2 separate regions of the Macaca mulatta genome follow, and region 1 is linked to region 2. The links are chromatin contacts, called in public Hi-C maps. All regions are on one chromosome and are shown on one strand. The core of a region is the stretch at or near the end of the contact, and the rest is flanking DNA. Distances in the headings are between cores, read along the strand shown.

Evidence for each region. A called contact is a pair of places that touch in the nucleus more often than the background predicts.
Region 1: a contact with region 2 is called in a Hi-C map of blood, with 4 times the contacts expected there. The contact joins the promoter of YBX1 here to the promoter of C1H1orf50 in region 2. A contact is called at or near these places in 2 of 14 Hi-C or Micro-C datasets (blood and cortical neurons).

The regions. Positions count from the first base shown.
Region 1 is chr1:198,073,784-198,080,506 of T2T-MMU8v2.0, reverse strand. It overlaps YBX1 (Y-box binding protein 1), which reads left to right and starts at 1,629. Exons shown (of 7, transcript XM_015137151.3): 1 at 1,629-1,933; 2 at 2,605-2,668. The coding sequence starts at 1,768. LOC144334018 (a long non-coding RNA gene) reads right to left here and starts at 1,379. Exons shown (of 5, transcript XR_013403356.1): 1 at 599-1,379.
Region 2 is chr1:197,990,448-197,996,522 of T2T-MMU8v2.0, reverse strand. C1H1orf50 (chromosome 1 C1orf50 homolog) reads left to right here and starts at 1,597. Exons shown (of 5, transcript NM_001266364.1): 1 at 1,597-1,714; 2 at 1,831-1,946. The coding sequence starts at 1,636. It overlaps P3H1 (prolyl 3-hydroxylase 1), which reads right to left and starts at 1,346. Exons shown (of 15, transcript NM_001258160.1): 1 at 831-1,346. The coding sequence starts at 1,295.

The DNA.
Region 1 (6,723 bases), core at 380-2,879, 84 kb before region 2:
TAGGGCTGTTTTCAAGCTCCAAACCTGAGTAGTAAGTCAGAACCATATTGTCGGCCAAGCTTGTATTATTATTTGGTTCTCACAGAAAAAGTTCCTACCCCTTGCTCTAAGCAATTGGCGATGATGGCCTACAGTAGTGGCAGTAGGAATGAAGACTCTGAATTGACATTTAGAGAGTTTAGGACTGACTCAAGAAGGCCTTTAGGAGGTGGAACTGACAGGCCTAGACGGCATTGGTAGGGGTAAGGGATACTGCACTAGCCTCCTAACTGCTTTCTCTACTTCCATTCCTTGCCCCTCTGCAACCCATTCTCCACTCCGCAGCCATTTTTAAAAAGATGCCCCTCCCTACTTACGACTCTAAAATTGCTCTTCTCACTCTTCCCCTCAGGATATATTTCCAATTCAATACACCTAAGTGACTCTGCCCACCTCTGCAACCCAATGTCACATTCGAGTCTTACTGAACTACTTGACTGCATTTCCCGAGATCCCACCTCTTCTCGCCTGTACCCTGTGCGCAGAAAGTCAGCCCTCCACCTTCTCCCTGCTTCTACTCCCAAAATACTTCGTGCTTCTGCAGCTCTGGAGTATTTACCGTGTTGGCTGTTTAAATTTCTGCCTCCATCAGAAGGCAGAAACTGACTCGCGAACTATTCCATCCCCAGCCGATAGTAGACGCTTAAAAAAGAACGAAAGAAGGTGGGTGGAGGACTTCAGTAACATCAGGTGGCAGCCTCAATTTTATCGTTTGTGAAACGTGGATAGTAATTCCTCTATCACATGGCTGTTGTACGAATTAAATGAAAAAAAACATAGGACGCTAGCTTGTTCAATAAATGTGAGTTGAATTAAATCTGATTTGTGGCCAGTAGAAAAACACGTTAACACTTGAAAAGGAAGACACATTTTTAAAAATATATGCCTGGTAAAACGGATCAGAAGGCAGGTCCCCATGGAGCACACCCTCGCCCTAAACATGCTGAGCCCGGGCTGCCAGAGCCTGCGTGGTCCCTCCAAGGTGACTGCTCCGACAAAAGCGTACGCTCTTCAAACGCATACGTTTAAGGCAATTCCAGAAACCCTCGGCTGTGCCGCGAGTACACGGCCATTAAAGAAAAGACGACTCTATGCCCGCCGTAATGTTCTCAGATCACAGGGACCGTATTTGGTGCAGGGAGGGAGGGAAGCCTTTTCTTCACGGGGAGCTAAGGCGTCGTCGAGCCCCCTTCCAATCCCGGGTCCGGCCGGGTAATCCCTGCCCAGCGTTCGGGCGTGCCTTTTTTTCAGCCGAGACACAACCCTGAACGTCGGGCCCGCCAGCCCGTCGACTGCCTCGTGGAAGTCACGTTCCCTCTGCCCGTCCTCTCAGGTACTCTATGGTTTTCGTGGCCGACTACTCTAATTCTAGTTCCGGTCTCTATGGCGGCCGGCGGAGGCAGGAACGGTTGTAGGTCGGCTGAATTAGCCGCCAGACAGCCAATGAGAGTGGAGGACTGATAAAATGTTAGTCAATAGAAGCCAGGGACTGAGGTCAGGTGGGCAGATTGACAGTACCACCGGCCAGTGAACAACGCCTAGGGCGGGTCGATCGTAGGGCTTATCCCGCCTGTCCCGCCATTCTCGCTAGTTCGATCGGTAGCGGGAGCGGAGAGCGGACCCCAGAGAGCCCTGAGCAGCCCCACCGCCGCCGCCGGCCTAGTTACCATCACACCCCGGGAGGAGCCGCAGCTGCCGCAGCCGGCCCCAGTCACCATCACCGCAACCATGAGCAGCGAGGCCGAGACCCAGCAGCCGCCCGCCGCCCCCCCCGCCGCCCCCGCCCTCAGCGCCGCCGACACCAAGCCCGGCACTACGGGCAGCGGCGCAGGGAGCGGTGGCCCGGGCGGCCTCACATCGGCGGCGCCTGCCGGCGGGGACAAGAAGGTCATCGGTGAGGACCGGACAGGGACGGGGGTGGGGCCCTCGGGCAGCCTGGCAGCGGAACCGTTAGCCGGGGCTGGGCGAGCCGGCGGGCGCGCGGCCGGTGGGGACCGACTCCGCGGCGCGCGGCCGCCCCTCCCCCCGCCCCCCCACTCGCTCTTGCGGGGGCCCGCCCGGCAGGCGCGCGCACACTGCCTCCCGCGCCCCCTGTGGACCCCGCGCGGCCGCGCGCCCCTCCTCCTGCGGCCGCGCGCCGCCGACCGCGTGTGCGACGGGGTCCCCTCCCCGCCGACTGGCCTCGTGCGCTCGGGCCCGCACGCCGTTGTTCGCGTCTCCCCCACCCAGCTCCCTTCCGCGTGTGCTCGGAGAGCGCGGCGCACCGCCTACGCAGTCCGGAGCGGCTTCCCCTTCCCTCACGTGCTCTCCGTCCGCGGCCTGCGAACACACCCATCCTGGGCCCGCGCCCCGGGCCTGCCCGGGAGCGCCCCGCGCTTCAGACTCACCCACGTGTGCGGCGGCGGCGGCGTGGCCCCGGCGCGGACCCGCACCCAGGCGGTGGAGAGAAAGGGCTGTCAGGTGGCCGCGGCGGGCAGCGTGCGAGGGACCGGATGCCGAAGCGAGACGGGTTTGGAAAAGGATAGCTGGTAATCGTGGCTTGTTTTGCTTTGTTTTCTTTTCCAGCAACGAAGGTTTTGGGAACAGTAAAATGGTTCAATGTAAGGAACGGATATGGTTTCATCAACAGGTGAGCTGCTGGGCTCTGAAGCCTCCATCCTACCTTCTTGCTTGCTTCTTGCTGTGCCAATCCACAGTCCTCTTCTGAAAGGCGTTTACTACCTCTGGTGTATTAATGTGATTTTTTGTCTGTTTGTTTTCCTTGACGACTGGAGGGATTTGGGTTTAGAGAATGCCTTTGTTTTGCAGCTAAATATTAATTTGAAGCTAACTTCAAGGGCTTCGTCACAGCACAAAGCAATTTAAAAGGCAAGCGGAGTGAATGAGCCATTCCTTAACAGGGTAAACGGGAAAGTACGGTCCAGTAGATTTTTATTCTTGTCATCCTTTTCTACTTTATTGAACTCGGTATTTGAGAATGTGATCCACTGACATCGGATATTTACGCCTTGTTAACATTTTGGGGGTAAGAGGATTTGACGTGTCAAGTATATGAGGTTTTGTCATCTTTACCGAGAGGTTGTATTGCCTTTGTTTCACGTTTCATTTTAATACCTGAGATAAATTCTGTATTAGCACAGCTTTGACCAGAGAGAACTGTTTTTATTTGTTCATAAATAATATATCTGCAAGAAAATGGTTTTTTTCCTTCAGTTCTTATTTCATTCTTCCTTGTCCTAAAATCATGCTGATGAAGTCAATTTCCGCTAGATCCCTGGCTGTAGCTTATTAGAGTGGCCATAGTCACTAGTAACTTGACATTGTTCTTCCTGTTTGAAGGTAAAGCTGCAGATACGTCTTTAGGACTTACCCTTCGGGTTGTTTGTGGCAGTGGTGGTGGTAACGTGCAGTAGACGCACAGTATTCCATGGGCTTCCTTGTGAGCCGGGCATCATTTTCAAGATGGCTGCCAAGGCTAGTAGTGCAGTTACATGGGTGTAGAGCACTGGGTATGCCAGTAGCAATCTTGGCCTCACAGGTATGGTACTTAAGTGCCATCTCAGCATTCTCTTGCTTACTTACTGTAGAAGACCTAAGCAGATGATTAAAAGAACAACGTGGAATGGACAACAAATGGGCAAAATCAAGCTTAAGGACAGATTCATGGCCTGATGAAAAACTGTTCATTAATCAATCATAGAGTATTGTGGAAATACTTAAAGTAAGAGATAAGCATTTGATGATCTATTCTCTACTTTTGCAATTGTGGGAAAACATTTTGTTTCTTCCAGAATCTTAGGATTTTCCAACTTGTTCTATACTGTTTGCCTTCCTGGCTGGCTGAAACTACGGTTTTCATTAATTTTTTGATAAAAGCTTACTAGCAAAGAAGAAAGGGAATGCTTATATATGATTGGTAAACTGATAGCTTTTTAACTGATCTGTCTGAATTTGTTAGTGTTTTAGTTTGTATTTGTGTCTTACTGACTGTCCTTACTAGTCTAACTCTTAAACCAGTGGTTTTCAAATTTAAGTGTGCTTACCTTGGAAGGGTGTGATTTAAGTGGTGTATTTCTTCTGAGCTTTGGATTCATTAGGTCTGGGTACATTTTTAACAGGAATGATAATGGTCTTCGGGCCATACCTTCAAAATCACTGCTTTTAACCCTTGACCCAATGTAATGGTAACTCTGGTGTGCAAATATGCATCCTTTTCAGCAGATAGATCGCAGTTTTTGTATGTGTTTAAGAAGTTTTAGCATGTGCCTTGTTTCGCTGCATTTTTTTTTAAAGTGGGCATAGGTTATGACATTTTTTGAAATCAATAGTTTTGTCCAAAATAAGAGTATTATCTTTACACTTTATAAGTATTTAGTCCATGAGATACTATTCATTGAATATCTCTGTTCTGAATTGGAATCAACTCAGTTGGTCATCCTCCAGGGCAAGTTATGAATTGGCTTTTGATGGTCCTTTGGACTATCCTAACCTCGATTATTTTGTCAGATTAACTGGTTAAAATATTCTTTATGCTTCTGAACTGGTTGTTTTAATTATTCTGGGATTTTTTAATAAGATGCTGTAAACTCTGACTCCAATTAAATACAGGGAAGATTTGCTTTAATTAAGGAAAATGTATGTGTTAAATCAGTTTGGAAGCTAGCAGTTGGTTCTATATGTAGTTCCTGTAGTAGAACGAATGGACTTGGCTGGAGGCACCTGGCTCTTATGAGGGAGGCAGACTGACTGACACATAACGTGCTGTTTTCTGTATAAAGGAGAGAGTGCAGTGTTTGGGATGACTATTATGACGACTTTTAATTGCTGTTTTTGGATACGCTGGATTATATATTCCAGGATTGTACGGTATTTTTATAATTACAACATTGTATGTAAATTTTCTGCCTTTAAAGACGCAATTTCATTGTAAATGTGTTTATTCCAGCCTGAATTACCACCTGATGAATTGTTACAACCTTGTTAGAATTAATTCATTAAAGGGCTTCTCCCTGATTGGTTATATTGTGAAGAAGGTGCTAAGTAACATGAGAATAGAGCTTTTAAGAATAGTAGAAGTTTTGGCTTTATTTTGTTAGACTGTGTAATCTAGATATTCTAAGAAATTCATTGAGTTATTCTTTTGTGAACTCTGTCTACAAAACATAATTGGAGAATGTGACTTAGAGGGGTTTATTATGCTCCTCCTATATTACTGTTGAATGTTATTAGTGGTTGAGAATTGATCCATATTCACCAAAGATTACCATGAATTGGCAACAGTTTATGGTGACCAGAATAGGAATATTTTTCTGTTTCCAGAGTACTTAGAATGTCTAAATTAATAATTCTTTATGTTTTGAGGTGAAGAAAGAATTTGGAGCAAAGGTCACAAATTTGTGACCTTTCTAAGACTACTCCCAGATGCTTTGATTAGACAGCACAGTATTTTTTAAAGGAATTGGGATTAATTACTAACATTTATAATTCAGGAGATGACACCAAGTAATCCAGATTATTATATTGTTAAGATCTGAACTTTAGCTAGCTTTGGGGGCTGTATTTCCACATAGTAAAAACCACCTGCCATATTGTCACCACGTTTGGGGGGAGTATACTTTTTTTTTTTTTTTTTTTACAACAGTCTGTCATGCTTAGTTGTCTTAGGTTGCTGACTTCGCTTCACGCCTGGCCTCTGTGTGTGCATTTGAGTTGATTACCCATGGTCTGGGAAGATGTAATAAACCAAGCCAGGGAAAGGTTTAGTTCTCTTTAGTCACGCCTATCAGGTTTAAGTCTCCCTTTGGAGTGGGGGCTGCCTTGTGGGGATTCTATATGTACATAACTGATAGGTGACTTCCTTCACATGTTGGTGAAAATAGATACAGCTAACAAGTATTTATACTAGGGTCTATAGTAAGTTGCTTAAAATGAGCCAATTCCCTTAATCTTTAAAAACTTTTGAGGTGTAGGTACTGTCACTCTGAGGCACAAAGAAGTTGTTACTTGCCCCCATAAGCATAGGTGATAAGTGGCAGGCAGGATTGGAACTGTTTTTTCACTCTGGAGTTAGTGTTCACCAACTGCTGTTATGCTGTCTCTGAAATAGACCCTAGCCATTTTCAATTTGGTGGTTGTCCACGTAGTTACAGATAATTTCTTAGGGTGATTATTTTTAGCCATTGAAAGATTCTTAAATGATCCAAGTATGTCACTGGGGCTCTTGCGTGCTGACTTGGTAGTTCCTGGATTTGAAAAGCTTTCTGCCTTTCACTATCTACTTTGTGAAGTTTGGGATTGTTAAAAAGTTCTAGTTTTAGCATGTAGGTCAGCTTTACAAATAAAAGGACTTGCTTAATTCCTGATACTGGGAGGCGAAGAATTGAAGGAGAGAACATTGCACCTTATCTTACTTAATCTTTATGTGGCCTGCAAGGTAAGAATGAATATTGCCTTTTTAAAGGGTGATTTTTTTTTTTTTTTTTTTTTTTTTTTTTTTTTTGAGATGGAGTTTCGCTCTTGTTTCCCAGGCTGGAGTGCAATAGTGTGATCTCACTGCAAGCTCCACTTCCCGGGTTCAAGCAATTCTCCTGCCTCAGCCTCCCAAGTAGCTGGGATTACAGGCGCACGCCACCACACAGGCTAATCTTGTATCTTTAGTAGAGACAGGGTTTCTCCGTGTTGGCC
Region 2 (6,075 bases), core at 348-2,847:
TAGGTCGAATCGAAGGTCTTTTAAACTACAGATATAACAGATATAATGCACAGCTCTTTCTCCCCCCACCCCCAATACAGCGGGACTAATAACAGCATCTACCTGACAGGATATTGTGAAGATTAGGGCAAATGCGTTAATAAAGGCAAACTGCTTAAAATACTGCCTGAAGTACGTGCTGGCTATCATCATCATCATCATCATCATTATCATCATCATCGTCACCATCACCACCACCAAACAAGCCTGGAACGCTCCAAGCCCAAGTGTACACTTGAAAACATGGCATTCTGGCATTCCTAAAAATACTCATGTTCTTTGTAAACCTGACAGACTAGCCAGAGGGTCCCCCCGACAGGCAGGGCCAGACAGCCCCTGCTGGCGACGTGGCAACCTCACATCCTGAAACAGAGCTGCTGAATCAAACAGCAGGAAAAGCACCACTGGAAAACCAACCGGAAGGAACATATTGTAGACCGCTACTAGCTTCTCAGTCGGACACTTAAAATGACATTAGGATGGGAGACCCAAACTACCGCTTTAATTCCCTGCAGGAGATTTCCCAGGGAACAAAATGGCCATGAGTTTTGCTTGGCCTGTGCCCTAACCCCAGGCTGGACCTCTGGGGTTAGCAACTGCCCATGCGAACTGGGCGAGGAAGGTCTCCTGCCAGGGAGCAGCTCTCCCCGGCTCCGAGGAGAGCTCCCCAGCCAGGAGGCCACTTTCCCCTCCCTGCGGACACTTCCCCGATCCCCCTGGCTCCCCAGGTCCCCTGCAACATTCCTCTCCCCAGAAGGACCCCGGCCGCCCGGCTCCGGGCTGGTCTGCACCTTGAAGTAGGCGACCTGCAGGTAGTTGTAGGGGCTCCGCTTGCGGAACTCCAGCTCCATCTCTTCGCTGAGCGAGTGGGCGGCCGGCGGCCCGAGGCAGCCGCGCAGGCAGGCGGCGCGGCGCAGGAGGCCCCCGAAGAAGCTCAGGTCGCGCAGGGCTGCGGCGCCCGAGGCCTGGGCCGGGCTGGGGAGCGATTCAGGGTCCAGCTCCCACGGGAAGTCGGCGGCACACCGGGTGCGGCAGCGCAGGCGAAGGGCGCGGAGGGCGGCCCGGGAGCGCAGCGCCCGTTCCATGCTCAGGACCACCCCGGGCCAGTCCCCGCGCGCATAGGCTGCGGTCCCCTCCGCGAAGAGCAGATCAGGAGTCACCACGCCCCATCCTGCCTCGGACTCGACCTCGGCTTGGGAGGCAGCGGCCACGACAGCCAGCAGTGTGGTCAGCAGCTTCAACGCGCGTGCCGCCATCGTCTCCTCAGACCTAACGGGACCGATAGCCACCCAACACAGAGGCCGGAGTCCCACCCCCGGAGAAGGCCCGCCCCCGGGCGAAGCCCCACCTCCCAAGCCGGGCGGCGCATGCCCACGAGGCTTGCACCGCCTCTTTTCCTTTCAGTCAACCCAGATACCCCCACCGGCCCTCAGCGAATCCCGGCGCGTCAGCCGGAGCCCCGCCTCCGAGCTCAGGCTTTGCTCAGTCGCTCTGAAGCCCAGTGGACAAGAAATACGGAAGCTCCGCCCACGCACCTTTACGCGCAGGCTCTCCCGACTCGCACCGCCCAGGGAGTGGGGAGGATAAGTCGCTGTCATGGAGGACGCCGCAGCGCTCGGGAGGACCGAGGGGGTCCTTGAAAGCCAAGGACCGCAGCCAGCTGCAGGCCAGGGAGGTATGCGGGGCGGGAGTCAGCAAGGGGAAGTCAGCCCCAGCGAGGCAGCCGGTCTCGGGGCTCCGCGGGAGGCCGAGGGCGGGAGCTCACGGCCTGTTCCTGGCTGTGTGTCGCAGGAGCCCTGGTGGAGCTCACCCCGACCCCCGGCGGCCTGGCCCTGGTGAGCCCCTACCACACCCACCGGGCCGGGGACCCCTTAGACCTCGTGGCGCTCGCAGAGCAGGTGCAGAAGGTGAGGAGGCGCGACCGGGGCAGCGAATAACCGTCTTCATTCACGTTGTGCTCTGCGTCTTTCGGCTCAGACCTCACTACCACCTAGGGTGGGGGTGGCAATTGCTCTTGTCTCCATTTTACAGACGAGTAAAGCCGACTGTCATTGTGAGTCGGTGGCCTGACTCGAATGACCTTCTGTGACCAAAAGCTCCTCTAACGGCAACTTGAGTGCCCATAATCTCCCTTCGTGGGAAGGTTTACACAACACGTTAGCGTTCATTATTTCATTTGCACTTTAGGACAGCCTTGTGAGGTAGGCAGTACAGAGTTATCTTCCCATTTGACAAAGAAAAGTTCCCCAGAAGTTTCAAGGTCCGCTTTTTTAAAGCTGCTTCCCATAAGATCTTTGTTAACTGAGAGTTTAAACATCTAGCAGGGCAAGGACTCCGAGTTTAGTCCTTATTAAACATAGTATTCCCAAGCCCAGTGCTTTTATATGGATGGCCAAAATAAGTCAAATAAGGAGGAAATGTGAAATAATGGAAAAAACACTGGAAGTTTGGACACGTGACTATTAATCCCACTTTTGATACAAACTTGCAGTGCGACTTCAGGCAGATTACTTCTCTCTGGACCTCAACTATTTTATCTGTAAAGTGAAAGGTTTGAAGTAGGAGAGCTCCAAGATCTAAAGCTTTGTCATTATTCAATGAAAAACCAGATTCCTTCTTATCTCTTGTCAAGACTTCCAGTTATACACCCTCTTCAGTGTGCACAGATGGAGGGTCCTGCTGTTTTAAAGATTATGATGGCCCCTTATCCCTGTATACACTATCAGATTTAGCCTTGATTATGTTCTAAGGTCTTTGCTTTGCTCAAAATTATTTAATGTGCTCAAATTCCCTCACGTCTTTTTTTTCCCAATGATCCTAGAAATCCTTCGAATCCGTTTTTTTTTTTTTTTTAATTAAGAAAAATTCAGATACGTAGGAAAGCTGTTTTAATTCAAAACTTGTACTTTCTTCTTTTTAAAGAACTGGGGAGCAAAGTGCAACTTTTATGGATTAAGAGAATATGCTAATCAGATCACTATTATTGGGAGGGAGGTTGATAGGGATAGAATCTTGTGCACACAACATACCCATGTGCTGTCGAATGACTATCATGTTTATTATAATGGCCTGAACAGATGGAATAAAGAACAGTTTTTGCCTTTCATCCTATAATCTTGTGAAATACAGAGGATGCATTATTATGCTGCCTCTGTTTCCCCAATACAATCTGTATTTGAGAAGCTGAAGAAAAAAACAACTTTAGAGACAAACAAATTGAATCAAACATATTTACTATCTAAAATGTACTTTTTGGCTAGGTGCCATGGCTCACATCTGTAATCCCAGCACTTTGGGAGGCCAAGGTGGGTGGATCATTTGAAGTCAGGAGTTCGAGACCAGCCTGGCCAACATGGTGAAACCCCGTGTCTACTAAAAGGTGTGGTGGCTCACGTCTTTAGTCCCAGCTACTCGGGAGGCTGAGGCATGAGAATCGCTTGAGCCCAGTACATAGAGGTTGCAGTAAGTCGAGATTGCACCACTGCACTCCAGAATCAGGGACAGAGTGAGACTCAAAAAAAAAAAATGAGGCTGGGTGTGGCGACTCACACCTGTAATCCTAGCACTTTGGGAGGCTGAGGCAGGAGGATTGCCTGAGCTCAGGAGTTGGAGACCAGCCTGGGCAACATGGTGAAACCCTGTCTCTAGTAAAATACAAAAAATTATCTGGGCATGGTGGTGTGTGCCCGTAGTCTGAAGCTACTCTAGAGGCTGAGGCAGGAGAATTGCTTGAACCTGGGAGGCAGAGGTTACAGTGAGCCAAGATCACACCACTGCACTCCAGCCTGGGCGACACAGCGAGTCTTTAAAAAAAAAAAAAAAAAAAAGGAACGGAGGGGGCAGGTCCAGTGGCTCACGTTTGTAATCACAGCACTTTGGGAGGCCGAGGTGGGCAGATCACGAGATCAGGAATTCAAGACCAGCCTGGCCAACATAGTGAAACCCCGTCTCTACTAAAAATACAAAAAATTAGCTGGGCGTGGTGGTAGGCACCTGTAATCCCAGCTACTCAGGAGGCTGAGGCAGGAGAATCACTTGAACCCGGGAGGCGGAGGTTGCAGTGAGTGGAGATTGTGCCACTGTACTCCAGCCTGGGCGACAGAGTGAGACTCCATCTCAAAAAAAAAAAAAAAAAAAGAAGAAGTTATTTTTTTTAGCAGGACTCACCCGGGTATTGGTGTGTGTTCAGAAAGCTCAGGAGGCCTGGTATTAAGGCATGAATTTTGGAATCAGACTGACCTGTGTTCAGATCCTTTGCTGTTTATTATCTGTGAAACCTTGGACAGGTTGCCTCATGTCTGTGAGTCTTAATTGCTAAAATGAGAAAGTGAGGTTATCAACTTCATAAAGGTGTTGTGAGAAGTAAATGAGATGAATGTAAAGGGCCTCAGAGTAGTTGAGGCTAGGGTTAGTGCTTACTAGTTGTAGGTACTCTTCTCTTCATTTTTTATGAGGCTTTTTTGTTTTTAAGTTGTTCATGAAATATTTTGCATTTTTTGTTTCTTTTTTCCTTTTTTTGGACCTCAGCCTAATCCATATTTTGCATTTTATATTAACTCTTCAAAATATAAATTCAAATTTTGTTTACGAGATTTACTGCTAGCACCTTAAGAAAAGGGAGGGTTATTATAAGGCTACCCCTAACCTGGAACTACCTTAGCTCTGGAAATACCTACTGTCTCTTTGGCCATATATGGCTCCTCCTTTCTTTCTGTCTTTTTTTTTTTTTTTTTTTTTTTTTGAGACAGAGTTTCACTCTTGTTGCCTAGGCTGGAGTGCAATGATGCTGTCTTGGCTCACATCTACCTCTGCCTCCTGGGTTCAAGCAAGTGTCCTGCCTCAGCCTCCCAAGTAGCTGGGATTATAGACATGTGCCACCACGCCTGGCTAATTTTGTATTTTTAGTAGAGACAGGGTTTCTCCATGTTGGTCAAGCTGGTCTCGAACTCCCAACCTCCTGTGATCCACCAGCCACGGCCTCCCAAAGTGCTGGGATTACAGGTGTGAGCCACCATGCCTGGGCTTTCATTCTTGGAACAAAATGCAAATTCTTTTACCGTGGGCTACAAGACGGCAAGATCTGGTCTCTGCTCTCTTTTTTAACCCCGTTCTACACATTGCCTATCACTAACTAGTCTTCAACTGCATTGGTCTCAAATGCCTGCAAACTTTTTTTTTCCCAGCTTTTCTCATGGTCGGTCCTCTCCTTTCATTTAGACCCAAGTCTAATGTTACATCCTTAGTGAGGCCTTCTTGTCTGAAAAAGGCCTTACCCTACCCCATCCAAATGACAGTATTATTAAATTGAATTCAAATACTTCTAGGCTACATATACTTTCCAATTCCCCACCACTCCCTATTATTAAACTTCATAAAAATGAAGTAGCTTTTCTACTTACTTGTTATCTTTAACCTGCTTCTACCACATAATTGTGATTATTTCCTTCATAATAGTGCATTGTTATTATGTGTACATATAATATTAACTTTAATCATGTTTACTTTTTGGTATCTATTACTCACTGGAGCTGTGCTTTAAAATATGGTACCCACTAGCAACATTATGTCTGTTAAGCACTTATGTTGTTAGTGTGGTTGAGGAACCAAATTTTATATTTTATTTTATTTTAATTCATTTGAATTTAAAAACAATAATTACTTCAAGTATTGGAACTCAAGTATATTGGAACAATTTGAGTATGTGAATCAACTTTTTCACATATAAATTTTATTAAGTCTAAATGCAGATGAAGTATTTCTGATGAAAATTTAGCATCCAAATTGAGATGTGCTGTGAGTACAAAATAAACACTATATTTTGAAGGCTTAATATCAAATGCAAAATATGGATTAGACTGCAAAGGACCAAAAAAAGAAACAAAAACAAACAAAAAATGCAAAATATTTCATTAACAACTTAAAAATAGTGATTACATGTTAAAATGAACATGTTTTTGATATATTAGGTTAAATAAAATGTGTTAGCTGGAGCACGGGGGCTCATGCCTGTAATCTCAGCACTTTGGGAGGCTGAGG